Regions from separate parts of the Zea mays genome. Here region 1 is linked to region 2. A link is a contact called in public Hi-C data. All regions are on one chromosome and are shown on one strand. The core of a region is the stretch at or near the end of the contact, and the rest is flanking DNA. Distances in the headings are between cores, read along the strand shown. Region 1 holds the start of LOC100384299. Region 2 holds the start of LOC100285725 (ABA-responsive protein).

Region 1 (4,810 bases), core at 1,279-3,778, 210 kb before region 2:
AACTGGGGAAACTTTACCATTAAATGGATCCATGCTGTTAGTGTCCATAATGATCCAGTTAAAAAAGGTATTATCGGTCAGCTTGACTCGGGCCTTGCTTAAGGTAAGCCTTAAAAGCTCCTGAACTTCTTTATTTATCTGCAGTTACAACCATCTGTCAGTTGACTTGCTTGCAATAAGATGGTATGAACTGGTGGCAAAAGACAGCATAAAGAGAAGCCGTCTAGCATAAGATGAAATGGGCAAATGGAAGGTGATCTTGACAGCATAGAATCAGTTAAAACCGCAGCATACGCTGGAAACAATAAGATAATGAATACCAATCGGTGCTAATAGTAATTAATAGTTTTTTTTGTCAAGGTTACAAATCCAGAAACCAGTTTGAAAATCGTCCAGCCAGTTCAGGCCACCCAGTTTCTTGACCTTTTTGTTAATGGGCAAATGGGAGGAGAACGACCAGGCTCGTTCGGGCTTGCTAGCGGCGGGCGCCCCGGGGGCGTCGTGCGCGTGGGCGTCGCTGCCTGGCTCGCTCTTGCTGCGATGGAGGAGCATGTCCCTGATGAACACCTAGCGCTGGGACCCGCGCGCTGACGACGTGCCCGACGAGGACGAGGAGGACGTGGAGGAGGATGAGCGGGACGAGGCGGTTACCGGCGGGGCTGCCTCCCCGTGCGTTCCTGTCGCATCGGGGCCGGGGCCGAGATCCGGCGCCGGGACGACGAGCGCATTGATTAGCTTGAGCCGCGATGACGAGCTGTGGAGCGGGGACATGGACCGCGCGTCGGCGCGCGACCGCCCACGCAGTCCTCGTTGTCGTCGCTTCCGGGGTCGAGATCCGGGAGTGGGGGTAGGGTGAGCGGTCGGATCTGGCCGTTGTGGAAGAGCTCGTCGGGCGGGCGGTTCGCGGAGCTGGAGGAGCGGCGGGCGATTCGCGGGATTCATGGTGCTTGAGGCGCGGCCGCCCACGCAGTCCTCGTCGTCGTCGCTTCCGGGGTCGAGATCCGGGAGTGGGGGCAGGGTGAGCGCCAGATCTGGCCATTGTGGAAGAGCTCATCGGGCTGGCGGTTCGCGGAGCTGGAGGAGCGGCGGGCGATTCGCGAGATTCGTGGTGCTTGAGGTGCGGGCGGGCGTGCGGGTGGGATTCGCCGCGGGGGAGGCGCGGGATTCGCGGTGCTTGAAGCGCGACATCGCTGTGCTTGAAGCGCAGCGGGCGATGGCTGGTTTCGTGAGGGCGTGCGGGTGATGGCTGGTTTCGCGGCGGGGGAGGCGGAGCGGCGGGTGGAATTCGTAGGCGGGGGCAGTCTACACTGCCCCCTTAATAGTTAGTACAGATATGGTGGACTGGTCTAAAGCACACAAAAAAGCACTGTCCAAGCAAGGTTCCGTTCGAAATAATTTTGGATCGGACCGACCCAAAATTATGCATCAGGTTGTGCTTAGACCGAGGTCACGGTCTACGGGCGGGCACGAGCACGATCCGTTTACAGAGACACAAAATAGCCCATATACAGACACGAAGAGACCCATATTCATTTGGTCATCCGTGTCTGATCATGGAAATTATGAGCTCTAATTTGGCTAGCAGCATACTTAGGGCCCGTTTGGCACAGCTCCAGCTCCTGATTCTAAGCGAGGATCTGGAGGAGCCGTGCCAAACGGGTATTTTTTTAAACTGATTCTCGTGTGGAGCCAAAAGATTGGGAGTCGTTTTTGTGAAGAAAGGTGGGATCTAAAAAAACCTGCTCCACCCTCCCTTAAAACAGCTCCTCAACCAACCAAATATGGACCTCCCCTTAAAGTTTGATCGAAATTACCCGCAATTGCTATTGGACAAAAACATAACGAGCCAATTTATGGACTAAACATTTGAGACCATTTTATGCACTACTATGATAAAAATATTTTATATGTTATTTTTTCATGATTTTTTTTCTGTATATGCATCCTACTTATTGGTTTGTAACAAAGTTGAACTGCAAAGGGTAAAGTAGACAAAAATCAGTTTACTTGCCAAACGGTTTTAAAAATGATTCTGATTCTCTAGGAGAATCAGGAGGATCAGCTTCTCACGAGAATCAGGATCTGGAGCTAAAGAAGCAGGAGCTGGAGCTTTGCCAAACGGGCCCTTAATCACGCAGATGAGGTGTTCACTCCCATTGGTTTCATGTTCTTTGTTTTTTTTTAAATTATACAACTTGAAATGTTAATATCTTTTAAATTATATATGTGTTTTGGTTTTCGGGCTTTATGATGAATTTCGAACTGAATTTCAGTTTTGATATGAATTTTGAGCTCTATATGATTTTTAGGCTAGAATTTGATATTGGATTTTTTTTTACAATTTCGAACCGCACAAAATAGATCTGGCACGTTTAACCATAACGTCCACGAATCGAGATCTAAACCCAAGGGCAGTCCCGATACGGCCCCTAATAATTAAGAACCAGCCCGATCTGAAATTCAATCATACTAGACCTTTTCAGGCTTAGTCTGGATCGGGCAGCCCTTGGATTACGCGGTCAGGGCCCAATACCCGTAATTCGTTATCCGTAGGCCGACGAAGGCCGAAGGCCGAAGCCCAAACCCTTCGAAAACCCTTCTCCCGTCCTGCTCACTCCCGTCTCCGAGCGCCGCCGCCGCCAGCGCCGACACGCGATAAACAAGAGGAAGAAGAGGCCAACCGATCCAGCAGCGATGGCAGGCGGGGGCATGGTGGGGGGCGCTTTCTGGGCGACGCGGGCGCTGGAGGTGGTCAAGCGGAACGATTCCCCGGGCCTATTGTGGAAGCGCATCAAGCTCACCACCACCCGCAAGAACAACGCCAAGAAGCGCCTCAAGCGGCTCTGGCAGGTCGGCTACCATCCTTCTCTTTTACGTTCTGTGCAGCGTTATGGGGAGACCTCATGGGCTCCCTTTCTTTTTTGTCCCCGACCCATTCGTGGTTCTGGTTCATTTTGGTTCGATTGATGCTTCCTGAATCTTTGGCTTGTTTTCCCAACTAGTGATTATGGCGCGCCCTTACGCAAGTTGGCACCACAGATATAGTTTGTGAAAATGCACTAGTGATTATGGATATAACGACATAGCAAACAAAAAGCAGAGATATATTAATTTGCACGCTCCCATACGGACGTAGGGTCATTGCGATCACCTGTCAGAGTTGTTACATCGTGAAACGTAATTCGTTGGTTAATACAAAATAGCTCATCATTATGTTAACTTGTTTGCAACACAGGGGATCCCTTGGATCACAAACCAGTCTTAAGCAGTGGTGTTTCAAAGCGTCACCGCGGCGTTCAGGTGTACCTAGCTCGCCTTGGAAACAGTGGCGTTTAGGCCAACACTCGCCTGGACGCCTAGTCACCTTTTAAACACTGGTAGTAAGATACCATAATGTTATCATACAAGCAAATGAAGACCCTAATCTAGAACTGGAATAGCAAGTTAGTGTAGATGCTCTCGAGCTTGACGCTGCCGCCTATGAGCATGGCGATGATGCCAAGGAGGAAGTTGATGATGTCCTTGCCTGCCCCTGTGATGATCGAACCACCATCTGGACCTCTTTGGCGATGAGCAGTTGATGGTCAGGGTTGCCGATTGATGACACGAATGCTGGCGTGGCGGCTGTGTTGCCCATGTAGTGATGTGCGTGCGCCACAAGATCACATCACGTTATGATTGGAAGATTAGGTTTCTAGCTAGGATACGATTGGATCATTGCTTGCATCCTGCATCGGTTGACTGAGTTCGAATAAAAAAGGTTGATATGGACGGAGCAGGAAAGGCAACGCATTGGGCGAAACGTTAGGAGTATTTAGAAATACTGGGTGCATTTAAGGAATAGAAAAAGCGGGTTGAAAAAATGCCTACTTAGAGGCTGGTGTTGCTGACAACCCAAGCCGTCTACCCCTCCCCAACATGTGACTTTTTCACAAAACAGTTCTTCTATCTTTTTTTCTTCAGTGTGCTTCCTTTTATGAAGCTTGGTGCTGCAAGCACTCAGGATCGTTCACTACCAATAGCATCCCCAGTTCACTGCTCTACTGCACTCTTTGTTTTCTGCTCTAATACTTGATTTCTCCTGCTCCTGCCTGAATCTTACTTTTGCAAGCTTCAATATTTGCCCCTGATGTTCCCCTGTTAATCCCTTGATTTTTTTAATTGAAACTTGTGTGATTCTTGGGTGTAGCTTGTTGCAGATTAGTGTCTAAACATGTTGGCAAAAACTCTTCCATTACACATGCCCACATGTGACATATATATGATACATGGAAAAGTGTTTGGTGTAAACCACATCTTCGGTGGAATATTGAAAAACCCCTAGATAAACATAATTAGGAGCTTTCAAAAATATTGAAATGGTGCTGGTCCATACTGCATGTATAGATGTACATAGCCACAAAAATCGCGATTCAAATACATTTTTGTAAAAACTCATACTGAAAACAAATTTCAAGTGGAATTGTCTTCAGTGCATATGCACCTGAACCATGTTATTTTCGTATGAATTTTTAGGTAGAGTTTGAATCTCAAAATTGGCAGTGTACATCCATTCAATGCACTATTGGATGTACAGTGTTTCAGTTTTATCTTAGACTCCTAATTATATTTTTCTATGGTTTTTTACAATTTCATTGAAGTGGTTTGCACTGAATATTGTTCTACGATACAGTGCAGCCACAAGTGTAGAGTTCTTTCTTGGTGGGATCAGTGTTAATGGCCACTTGTTTGATTTGATAGATGCATGGCGTCACTGAAATCGTATGTTTGGGAAACCTAGATTTAGGTCCTCGTATGTTTGGCAAACCTG
Region 2 (5,302 bases), core at 21-2,520:
TCGTAACAACACTTTCCTAGTCTATCATAAAACTTAAGTGTATGTGTATAGCTTTTACACATTGGTTTTTATTCAGCTCATCGCCAGGTTTTCAAATTTCTTTTACCGACATTTAGTTATATACCAACAATTTAAAATTATATAACTCAAATATAATAAAAAATACATAATCCATAAATAAAACTGCATAACTTAAATATAAAAATAAATAATAAATAATCCATAAATAAAATCTAATTTATAGATTATATTCTAGTTTTTTTTAAAAAACCTGTTTTACGGATTGTTTAACATTTTTAATGGTTAAAAAAATAGCCAGTTGACACCACTAAAGTCGATCATTATCAACAGGTTCTTCAATACGGTTGTCTGTAACCAATCTATCTGGCTCTGAATAGACAACCAATCTATTTGGCTCTGAATAGATGGTCGTAGACCTACCTATCGATCGGACAAACCGATCTAACAGTTGTGGTCGATATCGATCCGAGTTGTATTGAGCCTAATGAATAATGACCAACTTAAGAGCTTAAATTACTACATGCTCAAATGTTGAATTTCAATTTCAAGGTTAATCCGTGAGTTTCTGCTGACATTTGCGTAAGTTGCTATATGTATATTCTGTTATCTATATAATAGCTAACTCTAGCTTAGAATCGGCTGATATTGGTAGATTTAGGAAATGCATCGTCTAATAGTGCCACGTAGAACAACAAAGCAAAGATTTCAGTGCCTCTTGTCTCTGATCAGGGGACGAGCAAAACAGAGCATCCTCTGCTCCAACCAACCGAAACAAAAGCATAGGATCCGAACTTACGATTGACCCAGATGTTGGAGGCCAGCTCCTCGGCCTTGCGGCTCCAGGTGTTGAAGAAGTCGAGGATGTGCTCCATGGGGCTGTCCCCCTTGCCCCTATGCTGTGGCGGCGGCGGCGCCGCCACGGGCTCACCGATGATGACGTACGGCGGCAGCTCCTGGTCCCCGCGCGCGGCCGTCCACCGCGCCGCCTCTTGGTTCTCCGGGTGCGCCCCGGGGGCCGCCGGCGGGCCCATCTGCCGCGTGCCCCACCGCGCCGTCTCCGCGGAAGGCATCGCGGGCTGCGGCGCGCCGGCCGGTGGCGCGGCCGTCGTGGCGGGATCGTGGGTACCGTCCTTGCTCTCCATGGATGACGACGACGACGTCAAGGGAAGCTTACAGAGGTTGGGGGTGATGGATCTCGTTGGGAGTGGAAAGCGCGAGAAGACACGACGGAAGAGTGATGGGGCTGATTGGCGGGACGGGCGGCGAGAAGGGAAAGTTTTTATAGCCGGTGCGGTGCAGTGCGGTGACGCGTCGGCCGGTGCCTTCGGGAGCAAGAACCTTCGAGGCGCGGTACACGCGGCGGTAGGATTACGTAGGCAGTGGAGAACTGGAGAGCGGGATTCTTCGGCGTGGAGACAACGTGTTCGACGTATCCTACTCGCTCCGTTCCAGATAGGTGCACGTGTCCCTGAACAAGTACTCCGTTCGTACTAAAAAATAAGGTCGTTTAGGATATCATTTATGATACAAGAAGTAATTAATTGCATGGTAATTTTTCAGTGTATACCATTATTAAATACGTCATCGGGTCCATCTAAAACTAAATCACTTGAATGCTCAGATGGTTGTGTCGGTTGTGCTAAGAGCTGAGGTTGCTGGTTAATCCGTTGGCGCGCGAGAATTTTGGTGCACTTTTCCATTTGTGCGGTTGCAATCTTTTTGGCCGAGGCGTCTATATATGTATTTTTGTTCGCTGACTATTTTTATTAATCTCCCTCCTCGAGCTCTTCTATTTAAACAGCGGTACCACTCTCTTGTGCTACACTCTCTGGTATTACCCTAGGAAGTGAAGTTTACACATACGAATTCACAAGTAAGGAATTGCCTAGAGACTAATTGCTGTTTTCAAGGATAGCCGAAGAGCTTGATTCGAGAGTTGGGAATGCAGCATCAGATATCCATTCATTTCATCAGGAAGCACGCCTATCTGTCCAAAAAAGTTAAGATCATAGATTCAAATCGGAGCGGGGCAAGTAAGCGACAGCTTGCAGTTATTGAGAGCAGGGTCCTTAGACAACTTTGCTTGGTTCATCGCAACCACTGTTTGATTATATGGCTATGTAATCCAGGCTAAAATCCGCTTTTCAATAGATTGACGATAGATCACTGTTGGGGACTTGTTCTCAAATACTAAGAGTTAAGAACAAGGCAACACAGAAAACGTTAAATATTAAAGTCCTTCGTCCTTCGAAGCATTATTTCCCTTGAGATATAATGATTTTCGGACGAAAGTTATGAAGGACATACATTTATAAATATTACATATCATAATGAAAAGGGAATTACATGGAATATAAAAGATAACATGAATAGTTATGTATTATTATCAACTCATTTTTATTTTATTGCTATAGAAGAATAGGAATGATGATGGGTTACAAATATACCTTTGACTTGAAAGAAGGTAAAAGTACAAGCGTGATGCAAAAGCAAATGCCAAGTCAGCGTGAACAGTACGAGAGTACTGTTCACCTATTTATAGGCACGGGTCGCAGCCCATGTAAAATTACATCCAGGCCCTTTGCTTTTGATAATAACTCTATAGTAATCTATCGGTGTCTAAATAGTCTTTTCCTCTTTAAGTCGGTTTCCTCTTTTCTGCCTTCATGCCGAAGCTTTCTTGCGCACAGCTTCGGCTCTGTTCCATCCTTCGTTCTCTTTGTGTTTCTTCATACAACAATTTTGACTTGTCCGAAGGGTTTGTGTCCGAAGGTACCTGCTCATGTATTATACTCCAGAAACATTGTCAAATCACATTTTTGAGGACCTTCAGAAGCCGAAGGCCCCCAAACAGTAGCCCCTCGCAATATTAATTTGTTAGGATAATAAATTCAGATTGTGATATGGACGAAGGCCCTAAGCCGAAGGTCCGAAAAAACATCTTCCTCTTGCTAGAATAGCAACAATCAATGTCAAGCGGGGCCCTCCTGTTCTCAATGCGCCAGATGTATAAATAAGAGCACACCGCAATGTCATTTGGTACGCTTTCTTTGCCATCTGCTCTTGCTTACTCAACTTTTAGCTCCTGCGCAACAAGACTTGCTTAATTTGTAAGTTTTTTAAGCTTCGGCTTAAAAAGCGGTTTTTAGCGTTTCCGAAGATGTCTGAAGATAAGAAAGTTGTTGCTGAAACAAAGCTGAGCCTTCTTGAGGAGAAGAATCTTGGCTTTCTTGAATCAATATCAAAGACAAATACAGAAAAGATTACAAGGGAAATTTTGGAAGGTTTATCTGAAGATACTGATGATAGTGATAATTATGATGCCGAAAGTGGGGGGGGGGGAAGACTCGGAAGATCGACCCTGGCGGCCAAGCCATGCAGTTTTTGAAAAATCAACCATTAAACAAAGCCATCTTGCCAATATGAGAGGTAGATATTTTCGGGATTTGTCTATTGTGAGGGCTGACGAAGGAGAGAAAACTTGTCCTACTCCCGAGGAAAATGAAGTCGTGATCTTCCGAAGCTTCTTCAAGGCTGGGCTTCGGTTTCCTCAGAGCAGTTTCGTGGTTGAATTTTTGAAGATATTTGAAATCTGCCTTCATCAAATTACTCCCGAAGCAATCATAAGGATGGGAATCTTTGTATGGGCCGTGAAGAGCCAAGGTTTGGAGCCAAATGCAAAAAGTTTCTGCAATATGCATGAGCTATTATATGAGACGAAACCCTGGGGTAAAGAACAATATCATAACAATTTTGGATGCTATAGCTTTGGTGCTCGATCTGGGTCAAGCTGTTCCGTGCCAACCTTTCGAAAGAGATGGCCCGGAGACTGGATGAAGGAATGGTTCTATGTGAAAAATGATTTGAAGGCACGAGAAGATATTAGAGATATCATCATGCGCCCCATCTGGCAGCGTTTCGGCCTCCGGAAACCGAAGGTGGAAATGGATGAAGCAGCCGAAGAGTGCCAGAGGGCCTTCGGCATAGTCTGCTCTTTCATCGGGACTAGGGACTTAGTTCAAGAGCACGTGACCTACAGGATATGGCCATTGGTAGCTAACTGGGAAATGTCGAAAGGAAACCATCAACAACCCACACGAAGGTGGCCTGGTTCGTCTAAAATATACCTTCAGGTTCGTAGACCAATTTATCGAGCCAGACGACGATTGGTTGAAATGCGTTGAAGCTACAAGCGATGAACTGCTTGGGCCATACTCAAAGGCCGAAGATACTGCACTATCTGCGGCCTTCGGAGGCCGGAAGAAGAAAAGACTCAACCGAGTTTTTGATGCTATTGGGTTCGTCTATCCTGACTACCGTTACCCAATACGGGGTCAGAAAAGAAAAGGTACGGCTTCTGTGAAGGAAGTTGCTTCGGCCGCTCCTAGTGAGCCAGCGCCGAAGAGAAAAAAGATAAAAGTTCTTACGCATCGGCCACGCTATATTGAGCCGGCCACAGTGCTTGAGTTTGTCGGTGAAACCTCTTCGGCCACTGAAGCCAAAATGCCTACTCATCTGCAGAATATTGAAGAGCTGGTTGCAATGCCGGAGACGGAAGAAATGGAAGAATTGAGGGCTGAAGAGACAAAGACATCAGAAGTTTTAAGTCCTTCAGCAAGAGTTGAGGTGCCAATGCCAACGCCGAAGCACAAAAGGACCTTACAACAACTCCCAAGAGAAAGAGAATGGTTAACGTGCTAGATGTGCTAGAAACATTAAAATCTTCAAGCTCTACTTCGAAGATAGCTGTCGAAGCTCCAAAAACAGAAATTGAGGCCGAAGCTGCCAAAAACCAAGTGGAAACCGAAACTGGGCTTTCAGAGCCTGCCAAGAGGGAATTCTTGGAAATTGGAAAAGAAACAGAAAAAGAATCTATAGAAGAAATTTTATCTGAGAAAACCGCCATCCCTATTCCCGAAGCATCTTCCGAAGCTCCCAACTATGTCTTACGCCATGCTTCGGGTAAATATCTGACTGAAAAAGAAAAGCGATAAGCTCAGTTCTATGCGCAAAAATTGAAATATCTGAAAGGGGCGTTGATATTCAATGGCAGTGGAGAAGAAGACTTCTTGTATTGCCTCCCAGACAGCAAGGGGATCTCTGTCTGCCGAGAGATGGCAAGAAACTTCGGATTCCCAACTCTAGAAGATGGGCTTTCAGTTTTGTCAAAAGATGAATTGGCCGACAGCTTAGCATATAACAGCTTAAAGGTGAGAAAATACACTTTTTGTGTGGTTAAAAATTCATGTGTTTATTTCTTAATATCACATTCCTTTTGCAG

Evidence for each region. Hi-C and Micro-C count contacts between places; a contact is called where the count stands out from the background.
Region 1: a contact with region 2 is called in a Hi-C map of leaf, with 8 times the contacts expected there. The contact joins the promoter of LOC100384299 here to the promoter of LOC100285725 in region 2. A contact is called at or near these places in 5 of 25 Hi-C or Micro-C datasets (bundle sheath, ear, leaf and 1 more).

Annotation. Positions count from the first base shown.
Region 1 is chr10:14,454,230-14,459,039 of Zm-B73-REFERENCE-NAM-5.0, reverse strand. LOC100384299 reads left to right here and starts at 2,528. Exons shown (of 3, transcript XR_559901.4): 1 at 2,528-2,850. It overlaps LOC103640880 (protein EXECUTER 2, chloroplastic), which reads right to left and starts at 369. Exons shown (of 4, transcript XM_008664336.3): 1 at 18-369. The coding sequence starts at 48.
Region 2 is chr10:14,242,139-14,247,440 of Zm-B73-REFERENCE-NAM-5.0, reverse strand. LOC100285725 (ABA-responsive protein) reads right to left here and starts at 1,270. Exons shown (of 3, transcript NM_001158616.2): 1 at 818-1,270. The coding sequence starts at 1,163.